2 separate regions of the Gossypium arboreum genome follow, and region 1 is linked to region 2. A link is a contact called in public Hi-C data. All regions are on one chromosome and are shown on one strand. The core of a region is the stretch at or near the end of the contact, and the rest is flanking DNA. Distances in the headings are between cores, read along the strand shown.

Region 1 (5,732 bases), core at 81-2,580, 370 kb after region 2:
TAAAATCTGAATTTATGTTTCCGTTGAGTTACACACTGAGTTTTTAAAACTCACTTTTTATTTGTCTGTTCTGTTCTATCTCACAAAATTAGGTGGGTCGGTGTGATGGAGGCTCAGTTGTGACCATTTATCCGTAAATTTCATTTACTTTAAAAGTTGACCTCTTTTTTTTCTTTTTTCTTTTTTTAGTTTTGAGAGTTTTGTAATTTTGGGACTCTCTGGACTTTTGGGTTTTATTTTTGGATTTGATTTGAGATTCCTTCTACGCTCGACAAAACAATTTACAAAAACAACTATTTAATGCGATCAAGCGCTTTCGAGAAAATAAAGTCAGTTTTCAAAATATAACGACTTTTAAACTTCTGCTGCAAATTATTGTTTTATTTGAAAGAGTATACAATCGATGGTTTTCACTAATGAGTATAATGACATATTCTTTACAATAAAGAGGTACGATGTTTTTAAAGGAAAAGACAGATTTCTAACTTTTCTTCGTAACATCTCTAGATTCGGCCATAACGTTTAGGTCGGGTTTGGGGTGTTACAATTATTATTTATTTTTATTTTAAGTGATATCATATATTATATTAATTATTTTGTTCAGTTCTATATTTTGGCTTTTTCAAGTTTTAGGTTGGATTTATTTTGGACTCGAGCTATATCGGTCTTCAGCTCAAATTCTTACGAACTCAAGCTTTCAAGCTTGAGTTTACGTAGCTTGGATTTTCTGAGTCTCAAGCTTTCTTAGGCTTGAATATATTATGAGCTCGAGATTTCTTGAATTTGGATCGACACGAGTGGACTTTCAAACTTGAGTTTGTTTTTGAGCTTTATATTTTTGTTATGACTTGAATCAACAAATGATGATTGTTTCATGCTTCAATTGATTTTATTTATGTTAATTATTTATTTTTTAACCCTTATTGAATTTGAAAAAGGGAGTTTTTTTTTATGGCAGCAACCTTATCCTTAGCCATTAAGGTTTAAATAAGTTTATTTTTCTTAGAGCACAAGCTCATCAGATTTACATGCAGATAATATCTGATTTGAATATTGCTTGACTATGAAGGTTTTGTTTTGAAATTCAAAATTTTTTATTTTAAAAGTTGACTTATCTCCTCGATTATTTGGAGAAGTGTTTATTTGGAGTGTTTTCAGTCTGAGTAGTTTATTTTGTAGTTTTATATTTTTGTGTTAGGCATTTTTTGGGCAGTTTACACAAAATATTTGAGAGAGTGATTTGTAATGAAATTTTGGGCTGTAAAGATAGGGAGTTAAGCTAATAATTATATTAGATTAATTGTTTAACAAAATGATTTTTTAATGGAAGATTCACAAACTGTTGACAAATATTGTTTGTTATTATTATTATTTTTGCCCTACTCTTTTCAAATCTGATATACTCGCTTGTTCCAACTTCCAACTTGTATTACATCATTAATTACAACAACTGGTTGGAAGATTCAGTAAACCAAAAAACTTTTTCACAACTGAGTACCACTTATCCTCTCATTTCCAAGTCTTGAACATAAGATTTGATGTACCATCTTCGAGCACGAACGGAGAAATCGATTCACTTTGGTCAAGGTGATATTCAAACCGCAACTGGCTATCATGGGCAAGAGTTGTGTTTTCCATAGGGGAAAAGAAATTGAAACCTCAATGCATTTTTATTAGCAGTAAAGATATTTATACCAGTTAAAGATAGCTTTGTACAAGGTAAAGGAAACTAATATCCAAAATTCTACTGTACGCTCTAGAAGCAGAAGCTCTCAACTAAGATATACCAGGATAACTAGTATACTACAATTTGAAGGTCCAAACTCCACATGGAATGGCCAATCTTGAGTCACTCGTACAGAGATGCGCGTCCTTCTCCCACATAAAGCAACTCCAAGCTTACTTCATCACAACCGGCATCTTCAACTGCCGCATTCGCTCCAAACTCCTCGATCTTTGTGCCATCGCCCCCTTTGGCTCTCTCTCCTTTGCTATCTCTGTTTTCCACCAAATCCCAACTCCTTTTACCAATGACTTCAATGCCATTATCCGCGGCCTGATGCAAAGCCCTCAACCCTCCACCGCTTTCGCATGGTACAGAGCCATGCTACGTGGATCTTTCAGAGTGGATGCCCTCACTTGCTCTTTCACTCTTAAAGCTTGCGCACGTGTCTTGGCTGCTACGGAGTCTCTTCAGCTTCATGCTAACATCATACGCTTTGGGTTCATGGCGGATGCTTTGTTAGGAACTACTTTGCTGGATCTGTATGCTAAGGTTGGCAATCTAATTTATGCTAGGAAAGTGTTCGATGAAATGCCTCAAAGAGATATCGCCTCGTGGAATTCCTTGGTTTTCGGGTTGGCTCAAGGGAGCCAAGCGAGTGAAGCATTAGATTTGTTTAAGAGAATGGGAGTTGAAGGTTTAAAGCCTAATGAGGTAACGGTTATTGGTGTTCTTTCAGCGTGTTCGCATATGGGAGATTTTAAAGAAGGTCAAAAGATTCATGGGTTTATAAGGAACCAAAAGTTTTATATGAACCTGCAAGTTTGTAATGCGCTTATTGATATGTATGCAAATTGCGGATTTGTGGATAAGGCGTATGGTGTGTTTGATGACATGGGTGGTAGAAAGTGTATCGTTACATGGAATACTATGATCATGGCCTTTGCAATGGACGGAGATGGATGTAAAGCGCTGGAACTTTTTGAGCGAATGGATGGAGCTGGGGTGCAACCAGATGCTGTCACATATCTCACTGTGTTATGCGCTTGTAATCATGCTGGCCTGGTGGAGGATGGTGTGAGATTGTTTAATATGATGGGGAAGCATGGAGTGGAGCCTAATGTAAAGCATTATGGGTGTATGGTTGATTTGCTAGGTCGAGCCGGGAGGCTTAAAGAGGCTTATGATATTATCAATTCCATGCCAATGGTGCCTGACGTAGTGCTTTGGCAGAGTTTGCTTGGAGCTTGCCGGATTTACAAGGATGTGGAGATGGCAGAGATTGCTTCGAGGAATCTAGTAGAGATGGGGTCTACTAATTGCGGGGATTTCGTGTTGTTATCAAACATATATGCTGCGCATGAGAGATGGAATGACGTTGGTAAGGTGAGGGATGCTATGAAGAACACGGATGTGAAAAAGGTGCCTGGTTTTAGCTACATAGAGGTGGACGGTTTGAGGCACAAGTTTTTCACCGATGATAAGAGCAATGCCAGGTGGAAAGAGATATATGCGAAATTGGATGAGATCAGATTCAAGATTAAAGAGTTAGGCTACGTTGCAGAGACTAGTTTTGTTCTTCATGACATAGGGGAGGAGGAGAAGGAGAACCAACTGTGTTATCATAGCGAGAAGTTGGCAGTGGCCTTTGGCTTGATTAGTACGAGTAAAGGAACCCCAATTCAAGTGATCAAGAATCTTAGGATATGTGGAGATTGTCATGTTGTGATTAAGCTCGTATCAAAGATATATAAGCGACAAATTGTCGTGAGAGATCGAGTTCGGTTCCACAAATTTAAAGATGGATTTTGTTCTTGTAGAGATTACTGGTAAGTGCAACACTAGAAAAATGTTAATTGATAATTTAATAGATTCTTCTTTCCCCACCTTGCCTTGAACAATTAAGGTTTGTTCCATTCATATGCTTAAACCTCTCTGGAAAATGATCACATGTTTGCTTTGGCTCAGGCAAAAGCACATATCAAACAAGTCAAATTGGACATTAATAAACAAAAGGTCTAAGAGCAACCTGAAATCAGTACTTAAAAATAATCTCATACACCAATTCTAGCCCTCTTGAACAGCTCATCAGCTAGTCCAATACAAATTACACAACATGAAGATTTAAATACCGGGTAACATAAAGCAAATATTAGTTGGTGAAACAATTGCAATACAGAACATGGTCAAGCAACTATAAATAAATAAATAACCCAATGACATGCCGGATCCCTAGAACTTAAAGCCTCAAACAAAACAAATTCAACTTCTCAAGAATGGCACAACCTCAAGGAAAAAACTGTTACAGTGTGAAGCGAGAGCCTCTAACTACACAAGACAAATCAACAGAATGTGACTAGTCTTTCTTTAGCCTTACCTCAAAACCCCCCTCCGGTCGCTTCAAAAGATCATAAGGCATATGAGTTCCAAGTAGCTTATCCCAGTTGGCGAAGAACGGCTGAGAGTAGTTATACTTTGTGCCTTGGAGTTGATGATGGATGTCATGATAAGCAGAGTTATTCCAGAAAAATATATGGAAAATATTACCAGGCAACCATAGCCCACAATGATCGTCCACAGTTTTAATCACAGCAAAACAGAAGAAAATTACAGCTGTTCGTGCAGTCATTCCAGAGACGAGGAAAGAGATGGCACCACCAAAAGTATCGAGCAAGAGACCCTCAAGTGGGTGATTGTAAAGGGCCCCAATTGCATAGGGAACAACCAGCCTATGATGTTGGGAGTGGACATGACGGTACAAAAATTTGTTTTGATGCATGAAACGGTGAACAAAGTACTGCCATGTATCCATGACAAGCATTGCAACAATAAATTGCGCAAGTTGAACAGGAACTGAAGGCTGGATTGTGGTCCCAGATGCATCTGCCGTTGATGTCAACTACAGCGAGAACATTAATCAGGTAAAAGTACTCAACATATAAAAGTTATAACTATTGGAAGAACAAAAGAATATTAATTAGGTAATGGTACTCAACACATGAGCAAGCTTATCATCTTATTGAAACTGCTATTATCTAAGTCATACTGGTTCTTCAACCTCTCAGAAAACGCTAATAAATGCTAAAGCTATTTAATCAACAAAGTTTTCAACTGAAATTACTTTTTTTTGCAGATTATAAGCAAACAGACATTTCCAGTATCAAAAACATTTTACAGGCAAGGCAGAAGTTAAATGAAGGAAGCATGTATGATGCCCATCTCATTGAGAAAGCAACAAAAGAAGTTAAGACTTTGGTTCCCAAAGAACAAGGCCATACAGATAGACTTCACGGCTAACACAGTGGAACTACATATATGAGAAGATCTAAGGTAATATACATTCAAATACAGGGAAGGAAAAGAAGATGTCGGTATTCAAAAAGAAAATTAAAGCCCAGCTCAGCTATGCGATTGGTTGAAAAACTGTGATATGAAATAAATGAGAATTCAACCACAAAAAAAAAGGGGGATCATTATGATTATAAGCCACATTTTTCATTAACATCACTCAGACCAAAAAAAAAAAAAAAAAACAGTTTTTAGGACATAATACTACCTAACAAACTTATTAAACAAAAGATTCCAAACACATGCCACCTTCTGACTTTCCAGGTGCTTGGAGGAACATAAGGTCTCCTGGATACTTTTCTATGACCACTGCTACTAGAGGCACTCAGTACATTAGATTTTGAATATTTTAGCTGATCAGAGAAGAGACCAAGATGGCTGAATATAGAAGGGCAAAAGATAGTTTCAGGTTGTTACTAATAACTCTTGAACATGACAAATGGAAAAATATATGGCAAGTAAAAATGAGGACAAGAAAGAAAAAGATAGATTTGGTTGGTTATATGGACGGGAACTGAGATGGTTTTCTTTTCAAGCATCCAATCACTTCTGGCCAAAAAAAAAAAAATCATCCAATCAACAAACTGTCAGATCACCAACGAGTGAATTAAAAATGCATGACCACTTATTTGACACACTTGATGGAGCTCTGAGCCAAGTG
Region 2 (5,051 bases), core at 756-3,255:
CTTCCAGAGATTCTTGAGGAGACAAGTTGAAAAATTGAATAAAAAGGTAGCCAGATGTTGTAATACTGGGAAAAAGAGAAAAAGGTATAAAAATAAATTTGTGAAACGTAAATCATTGGACCGGTTGAGAAATCTAATATGGCAGATTGCATCAATTAATCAATAGACCAAGGGAAGAAATAAACTATGATAAGGATCATCGAATAACTACTTCCAAATTCCAATATATCAGTAGAAAGACATTATTATTTTCAAGATAGTAATAATTAGAAGCTTTATTTCTTTAACTTAAACCAGCACTGATGGGATTAAGACCAAATAAGCAATTAAATTCATTGTTCTTCACTTCTCCTTCAATATTCATTTGATGAATCCCCTAGAATCATTTTTTCTTTTAACTTTATTCAACATTTCTCTTCATTGCCTTTCTAGCTTAAACTGCAAAAATGATGTTAGAATGCATATGATATCAACAGCAGGTTACTTTTGAAATAACTAAAGGAAGTTTGTGTTAACCAGTTTCGTGAAATTATGCATGAACCATACTGCAGTGTAATTTTCAGATAGAGATATCAAACATACCTTCCAAGACATACAAGCAGAATTACCCAAAGTGTTGCAGCAATCAAACTTGATTCCTTGTAGGAAACCCAAACCTGATGCATTAAAACAAATCTCAGATAGAAATTAATAAAAAAAAATTCTCCCACCTATTCAAGAACGAGAGTATCATCACTCTTCTTCCCCTATACCAACAAAAGTATTAGCTTACAGCTAATATAAACCATACATTTAAAACACAGTAACACACAAGTCTAAAAGCATCAAGGAAATCATCTCTTAGAAAATATGACTTGCGGAATCCTCAGACATCACAGGGTACTGGGGTGCATATATCAGTGGATGATGATATGACAAAATTCTAAACTACTAGTTCCCATTAATCTCTCCTTCAAAGTTTCACCAATAGTAAACAACGGTTGACTACCCTTATCTTACAATTGATCATTCCCACATCAAAAGGACAAAATGTAAGTATAACCGTAAATATCTTTGTAGTTAAAAAACCTGAGTCTCAAAAGCATATACATGTAAATAGACACATAAATATTTAGATGTATTTACAAGATTCAGGTACAATGATTGTGGAGTTTAACTTAACGTTCTTAGTTGGTAGTTCAAAAGGAAAAAAAATATAAAGGGCACATGTGAATTTTAAGGATAATTATGTCTCTTATTTTTAAACAATTATGTCTCTTTTCTATTATTTAAGCTTCCCACAATTTTACTTTTTGAATACATACTACCCACATTTTTTCAAAACATAACCTTTTTATTTTATTCGCCCACAGAGTGGCTATACCACAATAATGTAAAACAAAACTTTTTTTTTTTTTACAGTTTTTAGCTTTTCATACGATTATATCTTAACAAGACCATTATTTTATTAATAAGTGCATGATCTACCCATGGAAAATGCTGCAGTCAGATTAAATAAGTCCAAATAACTAATTTAGTTTCACAAGTGGATATCTAACAAACTTAAGGTTAAATCCTTGATAAGAAACTTCAAATTGAAGTACAGTGAGAACATACCGCGAAAGGTACAACATTAATGTAGAAATCAACCAACGTTGCAGCCATCCACCTAAAAGATCATCGTCAATACATCAAAAAGAAACGATTCAAAATTTAATTTAATCATAACCTAATTTAAAGAAAAAAAAACTGAGAGAAAGTGAGAGTACGGAGTAAGAATTTCCCAGCGGAAAGGGAGGCCATCAATGGAGATGGTGTAAATGAGAGTGGTTACCATCAAGCACCACAGAACTAAGAAGAGAGCTTTTAAGCCATTCACTAGCAGAGAACTCGCCATTGCTACTTGATTTCTCACCAAAATCAAACTGGCAAGAAATTTTGTATATTTATAAATGTACACGAGAAATTGTGGGGGGGATGAGACCACGTCATTGCCAAAGCCGCCATTCAACTTCCTTCAAAAATTTTTTCTTTTTCTAATATATTTTTTTAAAAAAAATCTTATACTATTGCTGAAGTCCTTGGGACTATTTTTCAGTTACGTAAGTCTCACCTATATTTTTTACTAATTGATTTAAACATTAAAATAAATATATTTTAAATTCCAAATATTTATTGTAATTTCTTGGTGATATAATATACTTTAAGCAGTAAGAAGATTAATTTCAATTTATTGCAATTTTGAATTGGTAAGGCTTGCAATTGCACATAGTAAATTTTAATTTCCTTATTTTCTCTAATATTTTTTATATTCTTCATGTCTGTTTTATAATTTATATTTGGGGTTCGTGATTGTTCCTCCAACAATGTCATTTTTAAGGTTCGAATTTAAATCCTCCCCTTGAGAGTGCAATGTGCATTATTATTACACCCAACCACTTGTTGATCTTATATTTTCTAATTCAAACACTAAGTGTATTGATACAATCCTGGTAACTTTGAAAGTGATGTTGTCATACATAAAAAATGTAACATCCCAAATTTTTAGTTTAAAGTTTGTAAAATTATTTCAAGATTGATTTTTTGGCTTAATGGTTAAAGGAAAGTAAGGAGATATTGAAATTCATTTAGAAACTCGAGTTTGAATCTCTTCCAGGGTAAATAAATTAATTTTGCTATTTTTGCTCCCACTCCCTTAGTGTGCCCTCCAAGCTAGTGTCTAACCTTAGGTTTAAATACAAATTTTTAACAACTTTTCACTTTTATTTTTCTTCCTTGTCGTCCTTTTCCTCTCCCTCTCTCATTCTTTCTCAATTTTTCTTCTTTCTTCTTCCTTCTGTCATCCCAAACATAATGTTTTTCACTATTGATGTGTCACCACTTTGCCCTATTATTTTGTTACCATTTTTTGAACCTTATTAATGTTATTTTTAATCACTAAATCAGCCCTTTGCTACCCTAAAGTCCTCATTTGTGCCACTTAAATCAACTTCTCATTTCTGCCACTAAACCTCTATTGTCGCCCATTCTTCTCCACTCATGGTGATGCCGGTTTGTTCCCTTTTCCATCTCTTTTCTTTTTTTGTTGTCGATTTTGTTGTTGTTTTTATAGCCATTTTACTGTTGTTTCCAACCTCTAAAAACCGTCATCTTTGCTATCAAAAATCCATTTTTGTGCCGCCTCAAATCAACCCTATTCTCGTTGCCATTTGTGGCGCCCCTTTGTATACCACTTATGGGTTGCTATATTTTATGTTTTGTCACTCATTTACATCAACGTTTTCTTCGATTCTCCTCTGTTTAAAGCAACCTTAAACCTTGTCAATTATGAGTGCATTCGATCTCACTCACCCTACATCTTAAATCTAATTAATGGGAAGCATAAGTACGGTTTGTTGCGAGTTATTATGTTGTGTTGTTTTTTTTTTTTATTATCAAGAAATGTTGTTTTGGCCGATTGTTCTAAGGCCTTTAATTGGTTATTGGAATAATGGAAATTTGCAAGTGTACACAATCACAACAAGTAATAAAGTGACAAGTAAATGTCGAATTGTTGTACCTACAGGGACTGTGTAAGAAAATATTTATGAAATGCAATTAAAAACACTTTGGTGAACGAAAATCGTTTGTTTTGAAAAAGGATTTAATAAAACTAGATTTTAACTAAGTTAACAAAGAAAACAAAAAGGTAAAAATTCCAACACACGATTTTTGCAAAACAAGTTTAATCAATATGATATAATTGTGTTAGATCAATTACATTTCTTAACTTAATATTACTAAAACAATGTTCATGTTGTTACGAACAAATTCACGACAACTTGGTAATTTTTTAACTATAGCACATACTGACTTACAAAATTAACTAATCTCTTGAACATATTACTATGCCAATTCAAATTATTAATTAATTTTAATAAGCAAGTAAAAGATTAAGTGAAGTAACAATATATTCCTACATTGAAACAATTTAATCACAATAATCTTACAAGTTATGCAAGGTTAATGTACCGTTTAATACTGTTGCTAATTTAACCCTCAGCTACCTTAGAAGATTAAACATGCATTGATTAAGTATTGTGTTAATAATTGCAATTTCAATACGATTAATAATTAATTCATTAGTTGACTTACAATTATAATGCATGTATAATATAATCATGGTTTTACTTAATTAAACAATTTACCAAGACCTATAACAACACAAACATGATTTTAATAACTTAAGTAAACGAAATGCAATCAACCTAACACGATTAAAGTTTAAGTCATGTTAATTAAATTTAGAATAACAACATAACAAATATTCATAGACATGTTCATAACAAAAACAAGGAAAGCTAAATGATGGGAAACTAGAATCAAATTCAGTGTTTATCCGAAGCCAGACTAGTTTGCTCCTGTAACACCCCTTACCCGTACCCGAGACCGAGGTAAGGTACGAGGCATTACCATACACAAACGGGACACTTTCAAAAAATGCAGGCTATAAAATTTTATTTCAATTTAAAATCGATCGAACAAAATCATATTATCCCCATTATGGACCTACGAGGTCCAAAACATACATTAAAAGTGATCTGGGACTAAGCCGGGAACTTTGGAAAACTTTCAGAAATTTCTAGGTTTAAGCCTCACACATCCGTGTGGAGGCAATGCACACGGCCTAAACATGCCTGTGTCATAGCCCGTGTCCAAAACCCCGGACATTCTGTTTATGATGTCATCATTCATCTAAGGGCACACAGCCAAGGCACACGCCCGTGTGCTAGGCCGTGTCCTTTACACAGTTGAGACACACGACCGTGTCTCTGCCCGTGTGTTTACTACCATGCAAACTGACCTAAAAATTTTAAATGCAGGGGACACACGGCTGAGCGACACGATCAAGAGGCTAGCCGTGTGTCACACACGGCCTAGACACATGCCCGTGTGTCTACCCGTGTGGACTAATTTAAAGGCTATTTTTCCAAGCCTTTAGTTACCCTTAAACATCCATTCACACTTACATATTCCTTAAACAACTAACACGACATAGGTGTGCCCTTAAAACCTTCTTGGCCAAGGTCATA

The links. Hi-C and Micro-C count contacts between places; a contact is called where the count stands out from the background.
Region 1: a contact with region 2 is called in a Hi-C map of leaf, with 2.2 times the contacts expected there. The contact joins the promoter of LOC108486384 here to the promoter of LOC108484155 in region 2. A contact is called at or near these places in 2 of 5 Hi-C or Micro-C datasets (both in leaf).

What each region holds. Positions count from the first base shown.
Region 1 is chr6:83,525,408-83,531,139 of ASM2569848v2, forward strand. It overlaps LOC108486384 (pentatricopeptide repeat-containing protein At1g34160), which reads left to right and starts at 1,331. Exons shown (of 1, transcript XM_017790424.2): 1 at 1,331-3,624. The coding sequence starts at 1,835. The coding sequence ends at 3,556. It overlaps LOC108486385 (very-long-chain aldehyde decarbonylase GL1-9-like), which reads right to left. Exons shown (of 3, transcript XM_017790425.2): 3 at 3,703-4,622. The coding sequence ends at 4,080.
Region 2 is chr6:83,152,006-83,157,056 of ASM2569848v2, forward strand. LOC108484155 reads right to left here and starts at 2,006. Exons shown (of 9, transcript XM_017787840.2): 1 at 1,749-2,006; 2 at 1,597-1,648; 3 at 583-656; 4 at 1-65. The coding sequence starts at 1,876.